Linked DNA regions of Sminthopsis crassicaudata: region 2 is linked to region 1. The links are chromatin contacts, called in public Hi-C maps. All regions are on one chromosome and are shown on one strand. The core of a region is the stretch at or near the end of the contact, and the rest is flanking DNA. Distances in the headings are between cores, read along the strand shown.

Region 1 (3,665 bases), core at 341-2,840:
GGGATTGTCCAGTTTTGAGCTTTGGTGCTCTAAAATTCCTTCTGTTACTGACAAATAAATCACTGTTAATGATAGGTAAAGTGAGTAGCAGAGAAACAACTCCCATATTTACCAGCATCCCCTATATGTGGCTACTCCTTCCATGGACAACTCTATGGAGATGAAGGGCCTGGGCTATTTCTGGGGATAGAATGGTGCTTTGGATACCCAAGGGTCCCAGAGCATTCTCAGGGGATTTAGAGTATCCGTGGGAAGTGAAATGGTCTGAAGTAGTTATATGTGGAAAGACACCAAGATTGTCTTTAGTGAGGGTGAGAGGGTGGGCTATTCTTCTGGATGTAAGGAACCACAGCTGTGCCTGGAGGATATGGGCAACCTGAGCCATTCCAATGAGAAAGGGAAAAAACAGAGCTGATCTTAGTTGTGTGAGGGTCCTAATGTATTCTTAAGGAACATAAGGGACAATATTATCCTTAGGGACTAGGAAAGATTCCTAGAGAGAATAAGGGGTCCAAGATGTTTGAAAACCTTGGGTGTGCCTAAGGAGTTTGAGGGGCCCAGAGCAACCCTCAAGAGTATGAGAGGTCTAAGCCATACGCAGGAATTGTGAAGGGCCTTGACTAAAATTAGAGGCTTGTGAGACAGCCAAATGGTGCAGTACAAGGAGTATCAGCCCTAGAATCAGAAGGAGCTGAGTTCAAACTGAGGCAGGAAGAGGAGACAAACTGTGGCTGAAACTAAGAGATTCAATGTGATGTGGCAGAAAAAATTACTGGCATTGGAACCTAGAAGCTCTGGGTTCATATTCAGACTCTGCTATTAACTTCCTGTATGACGGAGCAATTATTTCCCCCCGGGGTAAAATGCGTAAGGCAGCTGGGGAGTGAAGTAGATAGTGTGCCTTGCCTGGAATCTTCCTGACTTCAAATCTGGTCTCAGACACTTACTAACTGTGTGACCCACTTCACCCTGATTGCCTCAGTTATTTCACCTTAAAATGAGGAGAAGGAAAAGGCACCCCTCCAAATGGGGTCACTTCAGAACAACAAAATGACTTGAGTCTTAGTAGATGAACTCTAAGGTCCCTTTCAATTCAAAGTTACTGTTCCCTGAAAGACTGTGAAATTTAAAATTAAAAAACCCCCTTAGTGGGTGACTGAGGGACCCACACCTCCTTTGTAGGAGGTGAGGGCCCTTGTGTTGAAAGCCCTTTTGTTATCCTTAGGGAGTTGCTATAATTTTTAAGGCTATTGGTCCCACCCTTCCTTCTGAGAGGGCCAGGCTGAGCTCCCAAGCTAGGAAAGGTTGGGTAGGTATGAAATTCTGGCTCCACCCTTTCCCCAGGTGGACGGTTCCCCATTTCCCTACTTCCCTTCCCCCTATACAACACCAGCACCAACTCCACCACCACCACCACTTCTCTCAGTCCATAGCCCACTCCCATCCCGAAGTGTCCCAGGACCGGAGGGCAGCACCTGTCCCCAGGTGTGCAAGGGCGGGGGAAGCCAGGGGAAGGCTGAGACTGTATAGCTGCCTGTGTGCTGGAGCCCCGAGCTAAGTGACTCACCTTAGTGGAACTTGTCGCGGACGGGCGGACAGCTGGCCCGAAACTGGCAGCCCCGAGTTCTTCCCCAGGTGGGCCCCTAGCTGAACTCTTCTCCTAGCCATGACGGGCCCGTCTCCTCTCTTCGTCCTGCTGCTGCTGTCCTGGAAGCTGGAGGTAGTTGGAGGTAAAGGCTGGGAACCGGGGGCACTCCCTCCTAGCTAAATGCTTGGTTAGTCTGGAGGAGTTAGAAGGGGGAGGGGGGAAGGGGAGAGGGTACGGGTCGGACCCGACCTGCCCCAGATGCGCCTCCTCCTCACTCTGCGCCTTATACCTTACACCCAGAAAAATGTAAATGACGTTAAAGAAATCATTCAGTTTATCTCGTTCTTCTTTTCCCCAGGCAGACTTCTTAAAATGTCTACTGGCTATTCCTGAACCCACTCCAGGAAGTGTGCTGCTCGGTATCAAATAACTCCTGGCAGTTGCAATTTAAATCGTTTTCTGTCTTCATCCTACCTGGCACAGGACAAGTGGCCATCCCCCAAGACTTGGTCATTCTAGACTCTCAGACTGCTAGAACTAGAAAGAATCTAGCAATTAGCCCTCCCAGACTATCTCACCCCTTTCCTAGATCACATTTTCTTGTTTTTATTTCTGCTTACTATGATGTTCTGAACTTTCAGTTCTCCAGGAAGGGTTAGGTGAGCACTGACCTGTTTATTTCCTTCCAATTCATCAAATATTTCTTTCTGTTTTGGCTTTTTGTTTTTATTACCCTTCATGGGGGCAGCTAGGTAGCACAGTGGATAGAGCAACAGCCCTGAAGTCAGGAGGACCTGAGTTCAAATGTGATCTTAGACACTTAACACTTCCTAGCTGTGTGATCCTGGGCAAGTCACTTAACCCCAATTGTCTCAGCAAGGAAAAAAAAAAAAACAAAACCCTCCTTTTTGAATATGAGAGGCTATTAGGTATCACAATGGCAAGAACTTTGGACTTTTATTTGGGCATGACTGAACCTGAATTCAAATCCAGCCTTAGACATTTACCACCTATACGAATTGGGGCAAGTCACTTAACCCTGTTTGCCTCAATTTCCTAATCTGTAAAATGGAGATTTATAATAGCATTTACCTCCCAGAGATATTGTGAAGATTAAATGAAATATTTGTATAGCACTTTACAAACTGTAAACCTTAAGTGCTAACTGTTATTATTGGCTTTGTTACAAGGCATTCCTTGGATAGTGGGTGCTATCATCATCATAATTATTATCATTATTAACATCATCATCATCCTTATCATTATCATTATCATCATCATCTCTTACTGCCCAACCAGCTGTCCCATGTAACAAATAATTAAAAAGAAGAAAAAGACAGATCAGCAAAGTTAACCAACATATTGAATATTCCACATCCACAGCCCTTAAATTACCTTTATACTCCTTCCCCAAATGTGGGAGACTCTTTTCTTTTCTCTAGAGCAAAGCTTGATCCATATACTTACCCATTAAGTTAGGTTTTCATAAAATGTAACTCAAGTGATTTTTATATGTTTAGTCCTAGACTGAGTTCTGTTTACAAAAGTATCCATAAACTGATATGTTCACGAAGGAGAAAGGAGGAAGTCAGTAACTGCTTTAGGAAGGGGTGAAATGGAAGAGAGCTTCTTTGACTAGAGACTGGAAGTCAAAGTGGGATGTTAGGGGAGAGGGATCTGGGATGACTTCGTAGTAAACAGCACCACCTGACTGCAATGGGTGAAGAGAATTGTGTTCCAGGTTGGAGGAGAAAGGGGAAGTGGGGTCTGTCTGCATAAAGACAGAATCCCAAGTCATAAGGGGAAATTGCATGAAATTAAAATAGGAAGATAGGTTCCAGATCAAGAAATGCCATACTAAGGAATTCTGTCACAATCTCTCAGTTCCTTATTTATAAATGGGTATAATCAAAGCACACACCTCCCAGGATTGTGAGGATCAAGTGATAATATTTGTAAAAGTGTTTAGCACAGTACCTGACATAGAGCAGTTTCTCTGTCTCTCTCTGCCTCTCTCTGTCTCTGTCTCTCTCTGTCTCTCTCTCTGCCTGTCTGTCTCTCTGTTTCTTTCTTTCTG
Region 2 (3,665 bases), core at 606-3,105, 140 kb before region 1:
GTCCTAATTTTATGATATAGTTGAAATTCAAATTGTTTGGAGGCCCTTGGTGGCATTCTGCCTTTTCTAATGTAGCTCACACTACCCTGTGTTTCTGCTAAAGTGAAGCACTCGCAAAGCCACCATCATTTGCTCACCATTTTCCCACTGTGTGCTCATGTTATTCTATTCCCTATATCTGAAACAACCCCCCTCCCCATTCCCCCTCACAAGCTGAATCCATCTTTAAAGCGCAATCCAAAAGCTGCATCCTGTACCAAGTCACCCACAATCTCTTCAGTAGTTAAGTTTCACAGATAAGGAATCTAAGGCAGAGTTAAGTGACTTGTGCAGGGTCACACCGCTAGTATCTCTGAACTCAGGAAGATGCTTCTTACTGACTCCAGCGTTCTATCCACACTTGCCCCTCAAACTTGCATTCTGATTCTAAATGTAGCGCTCTTTTACCTTCAGAACAGTTGTGTGAGACCTAGGGACTGTCGATCACCAGCAAGTCCCTTAACCTTTCTGCGTCTATTTTCTCTTCTAAAAAGAGACTCATAAGCTCCCTTCCAACTTCAAAAATAAACCTCTCCCCTAGGACCCAGTGCAGTATTCTGTGCAGAAAAAGAGAATTAGAATGAAGGCTTCTTCTCTGGGATACCAGCTCAATAACAACTGATAATGACTAGTGTTTTAAGGCTTGCAAAGCGCTTCCCCAAATACTCTGGCTTGAACCTCATTCAAAAACAGGTTTTTCAAATAACACTAGAAATGCTAGATTCTCAGGTCGGGAAAAATGCTCAGAGAACATCTACCTGCCCACCTACTTGTCTATCTAGTCCAACCTCTATCTCTGATTCAATTTCTATCTCTGACTCAATCTCTGTCTCTTTCTGTCCCCCGTCTCTCGTAAGTTTACGTGCTGCGGGAGTGCCCTCTCGGTACCGACTTCAGTGACACGCCCCTCCCTAGCCTCCAAGATGAGGGGCGCTGTTCATCACAGGGATCTTCAATCAGATCCTCCCCATCTTCCCCCTGCTGCTTCTGGTTCTGCCCCCAAGGGTCAAGCGGAACAAACCTAATTCCCTGAGATGCTGGAAGACAAGTGTCCCCTCGGCCCTGCCCTCTTCCAGCTCATCCTAAAAGTCTCCGGCTCGCTTAGAACACGCCGCCCTCCCTTTTCTCTCTCCCCTCCTTCCCCCTACTAAGCCGTCCTCCGGGGCATTAGGGGGCGGCATCGCTGGCCCAGCTGGGCGCACACGCCACTTCTCTGCGCTCAGCCCGGGGTTTGGGGCGCCCTGGGAAGCTGCCTCTGAGGCTCTTCTCAAGCACTTCCTTCACAAAAACTCTAGGGGTAGGGGGAAGAGTCTTATGCATTCCATTCTACAGATGGGGAAACTGAGGTCCAGAGAAGGTAAGTGACTTGGGCGTGCAGTCAGACCTCTGACTTCTTCCAGGCGTTTCTGTGAAGGGGATGTGTTCAGGTCAAAGGGCAGACAGAGAAGCCCCCTTAGAAAACGTGCAGCGTCAGTTTTCTTTCCCAGCTCCAACTGCTTTAAGGCCGTCTTAAACCCTCAGTGCGGCCAAGCACACTAATATTACTCAGCCCATTTCTCAAAGCCGATAAATGGAGAGCACCGGATAGACCAGCCATGCCTCCTCGCTTCCTGAAGGGATACTGCAGTGTGCATCGCCACAGCCCGTTACCCACAATGCCGCGAGCCGCGCGCACCCGACAGAGACCTGCTTTACGGCAGCTGCGCGCTCGGAGCGCGAGGTCACTCTCCACCTCTCAGCGCCCTCGGCCTTTTCTCCCGCCCCCTTTTCCTCCCGCGATTGGTCAAGATGTCGCGGAGTCGGGTGGTAATTGGTCGCCGTAGACATCAGCCCGCCTTGTTCCGTGCGGCGCGGCCTGGAGGGAATTCTGAGTCCCTGGAGCTACGGCAGCGGCGGCGGAAGTGACCGGAGCAGTCCCGGTTCTGTCCCCGCCCCGGCGCGGCCGGCACCATGGTGAGGGGATACTGAGGGAGGCGGCGCGGGGGTGGTAGGGTCCACTCTGAGACTCCGTTCCCGGCGCTGGCGCTGGGAGGGGCTGGTCCTCTGTGAACCTCGGGACGAGGAGTGGGGGTGGGTGCAGAGCTCTCACGTGGGAGTGCGGGACTCCCCAGCCTTATCTCTCCTCTTTCCAGCTCCTGATCCCTTCGTTACTTTTCTCTCTCCCCCTTCCATCTTCTCCATCTTTTTTTCTTCATCCTTTTCCTCATTTTCTCATTCTCCTCATCCCCCTCTCCTCCGCCCCTATTCTCTTCATCATTCTCTCCCCTCTCCTCATCTCCTCCCCCTTTACTTCTTCCCTTTTCTAAGTCTTTCTCCTGCTCACATCCTGCCCCTTTTCCTTCGCCTTACCTCACGAGCGACTTAGCTAACAGTACGTGAAATGATGGGTGAGGGTAACTTGCCTGACATCCCTTAGCTCCTGAAATCTCCCTTTTTCTTCCTTAGTGTTTCTGTTCCTCCTTTTTCCCTCGTCCTCTTATTCCTCCCTTTCATCCCTTCGTTTTCTTTTCTCCACACCCCATCCCGTCTCCTTCCTTCCTTCCTCTCTCTTCTCTCTAGCGCGTCACATCGTTCTTAATTACCCCCCTTTGATCACTCTCTTCCCCAGCAGTTTTGCTTTCGTCTCACACCAGCCTCCGTTAGTTCGGATTGGGGGGAGAAGATGGGTCCAGGAACTTGCATAATAAAGCTGTTCTTCAATTTAAAAAATAAAATGGCAGCGAGTCCCGTCTCTTCGTTCCCTTCTTTTCTCGTCCTTCCTGTGCTGCACTTCCCTTGGGCTGCACAGTAGTAAGCACGCACGCGGTCATCTCTGGGAAGTGGCCTCTGGCCCATTTTCCTGCTGAGCCACCACGGGTGATCGGTTATAGGGGCTTCCCCCGAGCTTCTTCCTTTTCTTTAGAAAACCATCAGCTGCTGGTTCTTGTAACAAACTAAAATTAGAAAGGCCGTAGCTTCCTACCAGACATCCCCAACCGTGGCCTTGGACCCGGGAGCTGAAAAGGCCCTTTGAGTTCATCTTCTCTAGCTTTATTATAGTCTTACCAGAGGAAGAAACTCAAACTGGGCCTGGAGCGGCACAAGCCTCAAGGCCAAGACTGACGGCTTCCCTTCCAGGGCTCTTGACACGAGTCGCAGCATCTGTGAAAAATAAAAGCCATAGTCCAAAGTATGAAATCTCCAGTGGAGGAAGAAGTGGCATTCCCTTGATGGGGAAGTCCGTGGTGGGACTGGCCCCTTTGGGCGAGCCTCCCGGGACTTTGAGAAAGTTCTAAGTTTTGTGGTGTCTGAGGAAAAGAAAATGCATTTAAACTCAATCTCCTGAACTAAGGAAGAGGCAATAAGAGGGGATGATTAATATTCTGTGTCAAGTGCAAATGTAGCATCGGAAAGCGAGCAAATTAGTGTCCAGATAAACCTCATTGTTTAATCAAGAATTGTCACCATATGGCCATTATTTAACTTAAAAACCTTGTGTCACCTGGAAAATAAGGGGGAGGGACTTGGTCCAAGCTTCTAACCTTGAAGAAACTGACATATAGGAAGAAAGACGGACTTATGCTGTAGCTGATGGAATTCTCAACTGTCTTTTGTTTGCTTTCTTAGCTGCCCTTATCCTTACTGAA

The links. A called contact is a pair of places that touch in the nucleus more often than the background predicts.
Region 2: a Hi-C map of fibroblasts shows a contact between it and region 1, with 6 times the contacts expected there. The contact joins the promoter of LSM4 here to the promoter of CIST1 in region 1. A contact is called at or near these places in 2 of 2 Hi-C or Micro-C datasets (fibroblasts and hippocampus).

What each region holds. Positions count from the first base shown.
Region 1 is chr1:51,010,179-51,013,843 of ASM4859323v1, reverse strand. It overlaps CIST1 (colon, intestine and stomach enriched 1), which reads left to right and starts at 1,590. Exons shown (of 4, transcript XM_074302567.1): 1 at 1,590-1,730. The coding sequence starts at 1,667.
Region 2 is chr1:51,148,815-51,152,479 of ASM4859323v1, reverse strand. It overlaps LSM4 (LSM4 homolog, U6 small nuclear RNA and mRNA degradation associated), which reads left to right and starts at 1,855. Exons shown (of 5, transcript XM_074302606.1): 1 at 1,855-1,992; 2 at 3,646-3,665. The coding sequence starts at 1,990.